Linked DNA regions of Mus musculus: region 1 is linked to region 2. The links are chromatin contacts, called in public promoter capture Hi-C maps. All regions are on one chromosome and are shown on one strand. Each heading gives the region's core, a stretch centred on a gene start, on an enhancer-like site or on the middle of the called end of the contact. The rest is flanking DNA. Distances are from core to core; before and after follow the strand shown. Region 1 holds the start of Gpr82 (G protein-coupled receptor 82). Region 2 holds the start of Atp6ap2 (ATPase, H+ transporting, lysosomal accessory protein 2).

The links. Promoter capture Hi-C pulls out the DNA fragments that hold promoters and counts their contacts.
Region 1: a promoter capture Hi-C map of erythroid cells shows a contact between it and region 2, with 49 times the contacts expected there. The contact joins the promoter of Gpr82 here to the promoter of Atp6ap2 in region 2. A contact is called at or near these places in 2 of 39 promoter capture datasets (erythroid cells and liver) and 2 of 115 datasets of contacts at active chromatin or transcription factors (the 230-238 cell line and double positive thymocytes).

Annotation. Positions count from the first base shown.
Region 1 is chrX:13,660,038-13,666,459 of GRCm38.p6, reverse strand. Gpr82 (G protein-coupled receptor 82) reads right to left here and starts at 5,097. Exons shown (of 4, transcript NM_175669.3): 1 at 5,017-5,097; 2 at 4,042-4,132; 3 at 1,372-1,443; 4 at 1-1,279. The coding sequence starts at 1,245. The coding sequence ends at 259. The region is part of intron 5 of Cask (calcium/calmodulin-dependent serine protein kinase (MAGUK family)); the gene reads left to right.
Region 2 is chrX:12,583,695-12,590,085 of GRCm38.p6, reverse strand. It overlaps Atp6ap2 (ATPase, H+ transporting, lysosomal accessory protein 2), which reads right to left and starts at 2,327. Exons shown (of 9, transcript NM_027439.4): 1 at 2,151-2,327. The coding sequence starts at 2,190.

The DNA.
Region 1 (6,422 bases), core at 3,848-6,347, 1.1 Mb before region 2:
AAAACAAAACAAAAAGTCTGACTTCACACACAGTAGAATCCCTTTGGTATGCTTGACTTGTCTCTGAAAGTCTCTGCCATCTGGTCTTTCAATATAAGTAGAACTGTAAGTCCAATTTTATGCATATATCTTTTTTTAAAAAAACCATAGAGGTTTTCTTGGTGCCCGTTAATGTCACTAAGAGTCACATGCATTTTTTTTCCTATTTTGTGGTGTTTTCTATCCAAAAGTCAACCATATGTTAGAATGTGCAGTGAATTAAGATTTTGTAAGGAGACCATATAGTGTCTTCTTGAATGTTTTATCTAATAAAAGAAATATAATGGGGTCTGTACTACTTCTGGCTGATGCAAGACAAGTGAGGATGTTTTTTGCTTCTATTAAATAATTCAGCTGCTGACAGTCTCCTTCTCTCTGGTGCAGAACATAAAAAATGGGTTTAAAAATACTATATGGAAGAAAGCAAACTACTAGGAGGACCTGGATGATCAAAAGGTGTCTTTTCACAGATCTGTAGGTCAAATCTTTCTCGGTAATGGAGGTACAGGTCCTTACTCTTCGCAGATGGCTGACAAGAGAATAGTATGATGTCACTACTACTAAAAAGGAGAATCCAATAAATGTGGTTCCAATGAGACCCGCAATCTGAGAAGGTCTGGCTCCCAGTTCCATCTGCCGATTGTAGCACTGGCTCTGTCCTTCTTCTGTAGCCTCGACTACTGAGTAGTATAGGGTAACTGGAATAATTATGACAAGCACAACTCCCCATATGTAAATACACATTGTTCTGGCAAAGTTGGGCTGGCGAAATCTTTTCAGTACGTGACCATAAAACATTCTCTCGTAGCATGAGGTGGCCTCTTGCTTGGACTCCTTTTTCATTAAGGTAGCATAGCGGCTTATGGCAATCCAGCTTAAAATTAAGAGGCTGACAAACATACTTACATGCATAGAAAGAGTTCCCAAAAAATTGACCAGTCTGCATTGTACAGATTGATATTTCCAATAAAAACCTCTCAAGAAATATATACCCATGAAAGGCATAGCAGTGCACACAAGTAAGTTTGCAGTCACAAGATTTGCCAAGTAGATATGTGTTGATGTTTTCTTACCTATTTTTGTTAAAAATACCCACTGAGCAAGTGAGTTTCCAAAGAGACCAATAATAAACAAAAAGATGTAAGTGACCGGTAAAGCTGTGGTAGAAATCACGGATGGTTGAATGCATGTCGAGTTATTAGTCATTTATATTAGATTTTCTTGATTTTTGTCACAGGAGCTAGAATGGAATTATATATACTTAATATTAAAACTAACAACAACAGGCATTTTTGGTTTTGATGGAGTGAGAAAATCCAGGTTGGTTCTTACCTTTTCTCGTTGTCACAGTGGTCTGCTTAAAGTAAAAGCAACAGTACTTAAAGCGATGGATAAGTCCTTCGTCTAAAAAAAAAAACAACAAAATTTGGTAGAAATAGTTAATTAAATGCCTGAGATTTATCATTCGTAGGTTAGAGAAATTTATACTTCTTAGATTATAAAGCAATATGTAAATGATTATAGATTTTGCCTAGAAATCTAGAAGCACAATAAAAGGACAGTGGTACAAATGTGGGCACATTAACAGACCAGTAAAACACATCACTTTATAAGGTGATTTAAGAATTAATAATTTTTATTAGAAAGTTTTTATATTTAAGCTTTTATTTTTTAAACTAATAAGTAAAAGCTAGTTTTTAATTCCAACATTGATTATATCCAGAAATCCAGAAGTAAACCCCATTCCAGATGAACAAAATACTCAGACAAGATCCTGAATAAAGATAAACTCCAGAACCTATGGTCATTACAAGGTCATCAGTAATCTCCCATTCCAAATAATGCTAAACTCTCACACTTCAATAAATTACATTATGTGTCAAAATTATACTTGGTATGCTTGATGGCTAGAGTACCCTAACGTGTCCTCTAATATCTGTGGTTTTCCAGGGTTTGTTTATTTGATATAGGTTTCCAACCCAGCATAAATGCAGGCGTGGGTTTTACTTTCTTAAAAATGTATTTTTATTTTATGTGCCTGAGTGTTTTGCTTGCATGTATGCCCATGCATTGTGTGCATCAATGCCTGCAGACTTCAGAAGAGAGTATCAGCTTCCTTGGGACTAGAGTTACAGACAGTTGTGAATTCCTGAATGGCTGCTGAGATTCACTTAACCTTGGCTTCTCTGAAAGACCAACCAGGGCTCTTAACTACCTAGGCACCTCTCCAGCTCTGGTGTTTCCTTTTAAGTCTTCCCTGTGAATAAGTGAGAAATCCCAGTCAAGCTCTCTTCTTTTTCACCTTACTTACTTTTTTTCAGGTGAGAATAACAGAAAAGTTACTAGGTTCTGGTCAAACAACAATCCTGATTTCTATCTTCCAAAGTTGCAGTTATAATTACCAACTTAATAAATTATATTTATTGATTTTTAAAGGCACATGATTTCTCTATTTTCACCATTGACTTTTGGGGCACCATATTTTGCACACTTTTATGATTTATAGGAGAGTTTCTTAATCTTTTGTTAACCATCTTCTCTCTTTTGATGATGAACATAAAAAGGTTTTTCCACAGAGCATCTTCTGATCTCTGCCCTTTCAGGATTGTATTCTCTACCCCACTTCAGCATCTTGGTCTTATTATTTTCTGCATCTTGAATTGCTTTAAAATTACATTGGATTTTATTAAAAATGAGGATCATTTCATAATACATTATCATTCTGAAACAACTTTTAAGCCAATCTCTTACCTAAATACTTAAAAATTTTCTGCATTCAAGTACTGAGACCCTTTATCAAGGTCTGCCACTATCTTCACTTTATTTCTTTACAATTTTTATTCAGAAACTGCATCATATGTTTCAGAGTGCCTTTATGGATAGGAGTTGTAGATACTCTTAATATCAAACCTTAATCTGTAACCTTGCTGATTTCAAAATTAGGCAAATAACAATTGAAATGAACCAGTTCACTTATTAAGAAAAATCCCCAGCCGGGATGTGGTGGTGCACCCTTTAATCCCAGCACTCGGGAGGCAGAGGCAGGCGGATTTCTGAGTTCAAGGCCAGCCTGGTCTACAGTGTGAGTTCCAAAACAGCCAGAGCTACACAGAGAAACCCTGCCTCAAAGAAAGAAAGAAAGAAAGAAAGAAAGAAAGAAAGAAAGAAAGAAAGAAAGAAAGAAAGAAAGAAAGAAAGAAAGAAAGAAAGAAAGGAAGGAAGGAAGGAAGGAAGGAAGGAAGGAAAAGAGGAGGGGAGGGGAGGAAAGGAAAGGAAAGGAAAGGAAAGGAAAGGAAAGGAAAGGAAAGGAAAGGAAAGGAAAGGAAAGGACAGGACAGGACAGGACAGGACAGGACAGGAAGAAAGAAAGGTCCCCTTCTGTTCAAAAGAAATGTTGGTTTTACTGAAGGGCCAAAGCTTTTTTTAAGAGATGAAGCTTCTTTTATGCAAAGCTTCCAGTAGCCTCTGCCTCATAGAGATAATGCATTCCATGCTGAAAGCAGCAGAGGTTCCTCTATGAATATCAGTAGCAACTATTCCCTAATGAAAGAAGAGCAGAATACTATTACTTAGATGTTAGGTGATGGTGAGTCTCTATAAAACAAATAACAACTCACTCCCCATCTTCAGCTTCCCAAATTCATGCCCCATTCAGTAACAGCCTTTGATTCAAAAGCTACTAGAAATTTAGTTTTAAAAATTTGTAAAATGCAATTAAACTTGAGAAGGCAAATAAAAGTGAGTCTTACAGAATTGCTTCCAAGGATATCTCTCCAAGTGTACATTCTCCTCAGCAGAATGTCTGTGTACACACTGTGCTAATTTGACAAATGAGAAAACTTGTACAACTCTAGCAGTTACTTGTGGCTATTTAAACACTTCTTGAGCTGACTACCTTATTTAATGATCAGATTTCACAATTCAAATAGTTTAGTCCTTTTAGACACTTACAAAGTTAACCTTTAAGCTAAAACTGAGCCCCCCCCCAAAAATCATCCTTACCTGTCTGAGTAGCTTATGCTCATTGACTGTTTCACACTCACAGTTCTCTGATCTTCACTCTTCCAGTATCCTTAATCAGTATGAGTAGAGTCTTGCATGACACCAAGTACAGTGGGGAGAAAAAGGGAAATTAGATTGTTGAAGAAAGTCAACAGTTACAGTAAATATAACCAGTACCTCCTTAAAAAAAAAAAAACAAACACAACCCTCATTTCTCTATTTCTTTAGTGGGAGGAAGTTAGTGGGTAATACATATATTTAGTATAAATATGTACTGTATAAATAAATATATATGTAGTATACTTATGATGATTTCATGAAGTAGTTAGCTTTATTGTTGTGATTGGCTGAAGTTGCATTTCTAAGGTTTAATCACACATAGCTAATTATTTTTCTGTGAGCATAGTAAAAGGAACTTCTTTCCAGTAACTCAATAAAATACCAACATAAATTTGTCTCTAAACTTCACTACAAAATCATTTGTGAACAGCTTCTTTGCAATCCATCTTTTCTAAGAGTAGAACAAAACAAAACTTGAAGTTTTCTTATTTATACCGGCTTGCTCAAATCAAATATCACTAGGCTGGATTAAAATTCATGCTCATCAGTGGTCTCTGCTGTTTTAAGATTGAAAAAAACTGATGCCCAGAGATGCTTGCTCTCTGTGTGCTCAGAGTATATATAGGGACTAGAACCCAGTTTGGTTACTAATAAACAACTTTTCTCTACTTCTAATTGGCATGTTCTACCTCCATTTGGAGTTGTAATAATGAGTACATGAGTTAGAACATTTTATGATGGATTTTGGAGGTAGCAAATGTGTTTCAAAACAAATTAATAGTTATAGCATGTAGTCTGAACTGACCATAACCGAAGGCTAAATGTGCATTTAGCACTGACCACTGAGCAACCTGCATCCCCAGCCCAGTTCTGCCAATTCTTGTTTCCAAACCCAAGTCCACCTCATTTGCTTACCACTCGTCTAGTACGTAGATGATGAGAAGTTGGGCTTACTCAAAGATTGATCCTGAGAAGCTGGAGAGGGCAACCATCAGCAAAGCTCTGTCTTGGAGAATTGGGTTATAAGAAGGGTAGGAAAGCCTGGGTTATACAGTCGAACGATGGGCAGGAGGCTCTGTGCCCATTCCCCTGCCCGCCTCTGGCTAGAACTGTAATCAACCTTGACCTTCTGAAAATAGCTACAAACACATTAGTTATCTACAAGTTAACCTCCACAGCAATTTGTATGCTTTGTGTTAACTGATGCAGGGGATTAAAAGAACAAGGAGAGCTGCACATTCAGATGTTATCAGAAAGTCACCAGGAGTTGGAGGTGGGGGTGCCAATAAATCCACAAATTGTTTGGCAATTAACATTTTTGTCATTTAGGTGAGCTCTTCTTTAGCACAAAGGTAACTTCTGGAGAAGGAAAGGGGAAGGCACATAATTTCTCCCTACTGTCCCACTGTGTGTTCATTGTGGCCCATCTCCAGGATGTTTGCATAGCCGGCAAGCCCTTTCCTAGACCTGAGTTCCCCAAGATGGACAATTCCTTAAAATGGTGGCCATTGCTCCATTCTCAGACCATTTTGGATTTCACTATCATACATTTTCCTTAAACAGTACAGTTCACTCAAATATTTATTGGAGTTTCTACTACATTTCTAGTAGCACATGGAGGTCCCAGAAGTATAATGCTAACCACAAACTAGAGTGTCTTCAAATCCAAGGAAGATGTAGATGTGATGTGTCTGAGAAATAAAAACTTAGTGAGTTGGTAAATCACAATGGTTCATTAAAAGAACTGAAAGGGAAGAACAGAGAATGTGTGATAGATGGTGGTGGAAAATGAGGCTCGGGGAAGAAACGACTCAAGTGAGACGACTAGGTAAATACTATAAAAGATTTTCTAAGACAGTAAACAATACTCTCCAGTAGTAGAAAAAAGTAATGGCAGGAAATACTAAGCTAACAAAAATATTCCTTGTCATGGAGCTATTTCAAGAATATCAAACCAAGTTGCAAGTTCTCTAGGACATAGTGTGCCCCTTTGGACTTCGGGATCACAAATTTTCTCTGGCTCTTTGTGTTCTCATCTTTCTCCTCTTCAGAGTGCGGTTTCCTTTGTCCACATGTAAATCTCCTTATCTGATTACTTCTCAGATCATCTGCCCAAGCACTCTCCAGTACATACTCTTCTGATCCTTCTGATCTGCCTCAGGTGATGGTTTTAAATCTGGCCCCTGGAATTCCTTTGGAGTATTTTAGTAAGAGTGATCCAAAAGGAAAGCTCATTCAGTTTTGCAGCCCATGGTGAGCTGTTGTTACTACCTCTATCAACTTTGAGGGGTGGGTTTGAGGGTCACTTACCAGTTTCCCTC
Region 2 (6,391 bases), core at 1,078-3,577:
GCCCAGGTTCCCTAGTTCTTTCTAGTTCCCTAACACTGTTTCAAAGCAAACAGTGAAATCTGAGCTCTTAAAGATGTTTTCCACTAAATCACGCTTAGTCACCATGGAAAATAACACTGTACTGACACCTGACAAGAGCCAGCAGCTCAGACAACTGTTATATGAACTAAACCACTTTAGCAAGGCTAGCATGTCCGGACCATGGAGAGAAATAATTATTTTACCTTAGACAAAAACCAAACCAAAAACCAAGACCTCCCTGACTCAAAATGTCATAGAGCTGAACACAGTGGTACTCATAAGGTAGAGACAGGCAGATCTCTCTGAGGTCAGGGACATCTAGGTCTTCATAAGATGGCAGGCAGGATACAGATGTCCAGCTGAACTACAGTGTCAATGGAAAGGTTTCGTTTTTAACTTTTAAACCAAATTAAAACAAAAGAATTCTCCCAATGTGTGTGTGTGTGTACACGGACACATGGATGTATGTGCAAGCATGTGGAATCTGAGGTCAACCTGCAGCGTCTTGCCTCAGGAACTGTCCACCCTGTCTCTCATTGGAATGTGAAACTTACCCATTAGGCTACAGTGGCCAGCAAGGAACTTGTAGGGATCCACCCACCTCCACCTCCCCAGCCCTGAGATTATCAGCACACACGGGTGCTTATTTATACAGGTGCTGGGGTTTAAACTCATGCCCTCATGCTTTTGTGGCAAGCAGTTACCAAAGTACCTTGAAAAATCCCCAAAGTATCTTGATTAAATCAGAATGGCCTTTCCAGAACCAACAACAATGAAGGAGACCCTAACACTTTGGAGGCCTGAAATATATGTTAACTATTAACACAGAGGGCTGGGCACCTCCAGGGCAGAGAAGAGGTTTGGTGCTCAAAACCATTACTAGGTCTTTTTCACTTCAACTGCCATTCCAAAAGTAGGACCAGCATCTCACACAGCACAGGCACAAGGTATCTCTTTGACACAAAACACCCATTCCTCCCCAAGGTGCTCTCCAGTTGATTTTTTTTTTTTTGAGACAGGGTTTCTCTGTGTAGCCCTGGCTGTCCTGGAACTCACTCTGTAGACCAGGCTGGCCTCGAACTCAAGAGATCCACCTGCTTCTGCCTCCCAAGTATTGGGATTAAAAGCATGCACCGCCATGCCTGGCTTCACTTGACTTATTGTATCTTATTGTCTGCAAGCTCAGCGTCTGTCCCACTACTCCCACGTTGCCACACAGCACTCCCTGTGCCACACACACAGAGTGGAAAGGCATCCATCCCCTTCTTGGAAGTCAACTGATCTGTCTGTCTTCAAACCCAGCTTTGATACATATTCCCCTTGTCATGCCCAGCTTTGATACATATTCCCCTTGTCATACCCAGCTTGATTCATACTCTGCAAAATGGGAATACTTTCTTCTAAGGATTACTGTAAACGAAATGCATTACTACATGATACTCAAGCCACAGGCCAAATATTAGCTCATTTCCATTCTTCTTATTCCATGTTAGAGAGCCTAGGTAGGTTCCACTAAGAAAGCTACCATTTATTTGACATGTGATCCTAAAAGCATGACTCATACCCTGCTCTCCAAATCCTTCAAATTGGGAACTGAAATCAATACTAAGAAATTGCGATCATCTTAAGAAATAATCATTATTTAAAAAACGATGACTCAACTTCACATCCTGATATGTATATATGAGGGAGGTAAGGGTTCACCCGTTGTCAATAACAACCATTAGAAATGAAGGTGGAAAAAAGACAGCAGCTAAAAAGCGGCAGCTAAATTGTTAGCTAACCTTTCCTTGGTAGTGGGTTGTGGTTCAACGGTGTATTAAGAAATGCAAACCCATCCTCCAAAGGGCCTTGAACAGGGAAGGAGTGATCAGACAAATGGGAGGACTGGGTCCTAAGCGGCTACGCGCCTTTACCCCCAAAGGCTGATGTCAGCTCCGGAGTCCCCCCAGGTGGCCCTGCTCGTCTCCAGAGACCACAAGGCCGCTCCGCCCGAGCCAGATCAAGGTCCAGAACCCCGAAGAGGGCCGCCAAGCCCAGACCGCCCCCACTGCGGCCCCCGCCAGCAGCCGCTCCCTCCCAGGGTCCCCGCGCCCCCTAGCTTCCCGCAGTGCTTCCCAGCTACTCACCCGCCACCAGAAAGAACAGGAGAACGACCAGCACAGCCATGGTGCCACGGTTGCTGAAGCGGAGATGAGCCACACGAAAAGGGACGCCGGGACTCAAGCGAGCACTGCAGCTCGACCGAGTGACGCGCTCCCGACGGTTCCGATCCCCAAGCCCCTCCCCTTTAGCCGCTCCAAGACAAGGTCTCAGCCAATCGCCAACTACGCCGCTACACGAGCGAGACGTAGCCTGGTCGACGTCAGCAATTGGGGCGGAGGCGAACGTGATGAATGGCATGCTCTGCCAATAGGAGTCAAGAGTTTTAAGAACAGGGCGGTTCTGTCCCGCCGGCCCACAACGACCGGTCACGAGATGAAGGGTAGGGCCCGCGGTTAGAGCAGGTGGCCCCACTGGTTGCAGGTTCTCGAAAGCCCACAGTGAGGCTTACTCCCGGGTGTGGACTCTTTGTCCAACCTCCGGTGACGATTTTCAACCCAGGCTTCGGTCTTTCCCGGTCTTGCACCTCCCGCCCGCTGCGACTGACAGATGGAAAGCGCTGGGCTAGCTCAGGTTTTGCTCTCTGGAGTACACAGACGCTGAGTACCTGAGGGAAGGAAGCCTGGCGCCTAGGGGAACCCCTGTCCATCTAGAAGAGATGCTACTTAAAATATAGGACTCCCGCTTGAATCTGAGTTGCAAAGAGTGATTTTTAGTGTGTCTAAAATATTTGTTTTACTTATTTTTATATATACGAAGTATCCATTGTCTGAAAGTGAAATATAACAGGGTATCCTGTTTTTTGATTTACTGTATTGAACAACTCTGCCTCCAAACACTGCGTACACAAGGAGTGATCCGATAGAATATTAATTATTTCGTTCTGAAATAATTAATATTTTCTAATCTGAATAAGGAGTTCAGGGAGGCTATGTGACGGCTAGACACACTAATTAGACCAAAATCATCCCTTGGCTCATAGCCTCTTACCTATGATGTAAGGCAAGAAGTGACATTGCCCATAATCTGTGGTTAGAAAACAACTTCTCAGTTGATGACCTTGAAAGATGAATATGATTTTAATATGTAAGTGGAGGATGTGGAAAGTGTAAAGAAAGAGTATAGCATATATGGTAGGGAAATGCCTCTTCCGATGAACTTTTAAATGTTTAGTTGGACAAAAGAGATTTTATAGGATAGAAGGATAGAGCTAAAATTTTAGTTCCTTCCTTCCTTCCTTCCTTCCTTCCTTCCTTCCTTCCTTCCTTTATCGTTTGGGGATGGAACTCCAGATCTGTGCACAATCTAGGCAAGTGCTCTACCACTGAGCCATACCTCAGGAAAATAATTTCTTTTAAAAGACCTTGACTTGTACACAGAAGAACTACAATTCATTAAGTACAAGTGGAGGAACCATTGGAAATGGCTGGACAGTGTTCAGTACACAGACGTAAGATAGGTGCCCTTGAGGGGAGATGGCTGTTTTATTCTTGGAACTGACTACGGGAGAACAAAGCGTTGCAGCACCTCCAGCAGTTAGTTCTCCAGGTGAAACTTAGCCAGCCCCAGAACTGGAATCAACCCCTGCCCCCTTACTCAGAAGGCAGTTTCTAGAAATCGCTATGTTTACCAAAGCCACTCAATTTATAAAGCATTCTGGACTTCCTCACTCAACCTCAGAAAGCTCTTAACTCTCAATTTTGTGTTTTTGTCCAACAGAGAATTTGCACACGTGTCTTTAAAGGACTATGAAGGGCTGGTTGTCTTTCTATTAGGAATGTAAAATTATTATATTAGAACCAAAATGTCTAAGGCAGCTAATTTCAAAAGCATAAGCTGTGCCAGGATTACCACAAACATTTTAAAAATTTTTAAAAATTCTTTTTCAAGGGCCAAGGAGTTGGCTCAACTGGTGAAGACACTAGCTGTGTAACACTGAAGATGCAAGTTAGATCCCTGAACCAATCTGGATTTGGTGCTGTGCATCTCAGCACTCCTGGGTTGAAATGGGAGGCAGAGATGACAGAATGGTCTGGAAGTTCCAGGACCCACTAGCCTGGAGTACACAACATAGCAGCAGAAACCAGAGAGACCATGCCCCACAAGGTGGGAAGGTAGACCCAACCCCTGGAAGTTATCATCTATCACACAAGCGCGCGCGCACACACACACACACACACACCACAACATAAGTAGAGAAATAAAAGAGAATTTAACATAAGGTCACTTCTGTGCACACCAACTAAAATTCCATGCTGATCCATTTTGTTGCCTGTTGGAGAACAGGTTTGAGCCAGTATCCCTGCAAGAATGTGTCTAAATGAATCTCATTTAGGGATATAGTCAGTGTCTTAGTCAGGGTTTCTATTCCTGCACAAACATCATGACCAAGAAGCAAGTTGGGGAGGAAAGGGTTTATTCGGCTTACACTTCCATACTGCTGTTCATCACCAAGGAAGCCAGGACTGGAACTCAAGCAGGTCAGGAAGCAGGAGCTGATGCAGAGGCCATGGAGGGATGTTCTTTACTGGCTTGCCTCCCCTGGCTTGCTCAGCCTGCTCTCTTATGGAACCCAAGACTACCAGCCCAGAGATGGTCCCACCCACAAAGGGCCTTTCCCCCTTGATCACTAATTGAGAAAATGCCTTAGAGTTGGATCTCATGGAGGCATTTCCTCAACTGAAGCTCCTTTCTCTGTGATAACCCCAGCTGTGTCAAGTTGACACAAAACTAGCCAGTACAATTGACCCCTTGTCAACTTGACACACAAACACATCACTAGTAAGCCTCAACCCTTAATTTCTTATTCACCCCCAAGATCTAAACAACATTAAAAGTCCCACAGTCTTTAATATTAAAAGTCAATCCCTTTAAAATGTCCAATATCTTCTAAAATCCAAAGTCTTTTTACAATTAAAAGTCTCTTAACTGTGGGCTCCACTAAAACAGTTTCTTCCTTCAAGAGGGAAAATATCAGGGCACAGTCACAATCAAAAGCAAAAGTCAATCTCCAACCGTCCAATGTCTGGGATCCAACTCACGATCTTCTGGGCTCCTCCAAGGGCTTGGGTCACTTCTCCAGCCATGCCCTTTGTAGCACACGCGTCATCCTCTAGGCTCCAGATGCCTGTAATCCACTGCTGCTGCTGCTCTTGGTGGTCATCTCATGGTACTGGCATCTCCAAAACACTGCATGACCCCTTCAGTCCTGGGCCATCAATTGCAACTGAGGCTGCACTTTCACCAATGGCCTTCCATGGCCTCTCACAGTGCCAAGCCTCAGCTGCTCTGCTCAACTCCTTCATGCCTTCAAAACCAGTACCACCTGGGTGACCCTTACACATTACCAAGTCCAGCCACAGCACAATGTACAACTTTGGCTATATCTGGAACACAGCCACTGTGCTCTCAGAAAACACTTCCCAGAAAATGTCACCTCAATGATGCTGGTCTCTTCTTAATCACCGCTAATTTCTTAGCTCCAGCTAACCAGCATCAATAGTCCCAGTAATGCAAAGTTTTTGCTTTAGTAGTTCTGGTATCTTGTTAATCACAGCTGATTCTTCAGCCCCAGCTAACCAGAACTACAGAATCTTCACAATCAAAACAGGAATGGCCCTGAAAAGAGTCTTTAATTTTCCCTCTGAAATTTCACAAGCCAGGCCTCCATCTTCTGCACTGTTCTCAACATTATCTTCCAAGCTCCTACAAAACATCTGACAGAGCTCTTAACAACGAATGGATCTTCAAGCCCAAAATTCCAAAGTCCTTCCACAGACCTCCCCAAAACATGGTCAGGTTGTCACAGGAATACCCCACTCTGCTGGTACCAGTTTGTCTTAGTCAGGGTTTCTATTCCTGCACAAACATCATGACCAAGAAGCAAGTTGGGGAGGAAAGGGTTTATTCGGCTTACACTTCCATACTGCTGTTCATCACCAAGGAAGCCAGGACTGGAACTCAAGCAGGTCAGGAAGCAGGAGCTGATGCAGAGGCCATGGAGGGATGTTCTTTACTGGCTTGCCTCCCCTGGCTTGCTCAGCCTGCTCTCTTATGGAACCCAAGACTACCAGCCCAGAGATGGTCCCACCCACAAAGGGCCTTTCCCCCTTGATCACTAATTGAGAAAATGCCTTAGAGTTGGATCTCATGGAGGCATTTCCTCAACTGAAGCTCCTTTCTCTGTGATAACCCCAGCTGTGTCAAGTTGACACAAAACTAGCCAGTACAGTCAGGTAAAGTGGAACCAAGCTCCCACAAATTCAAG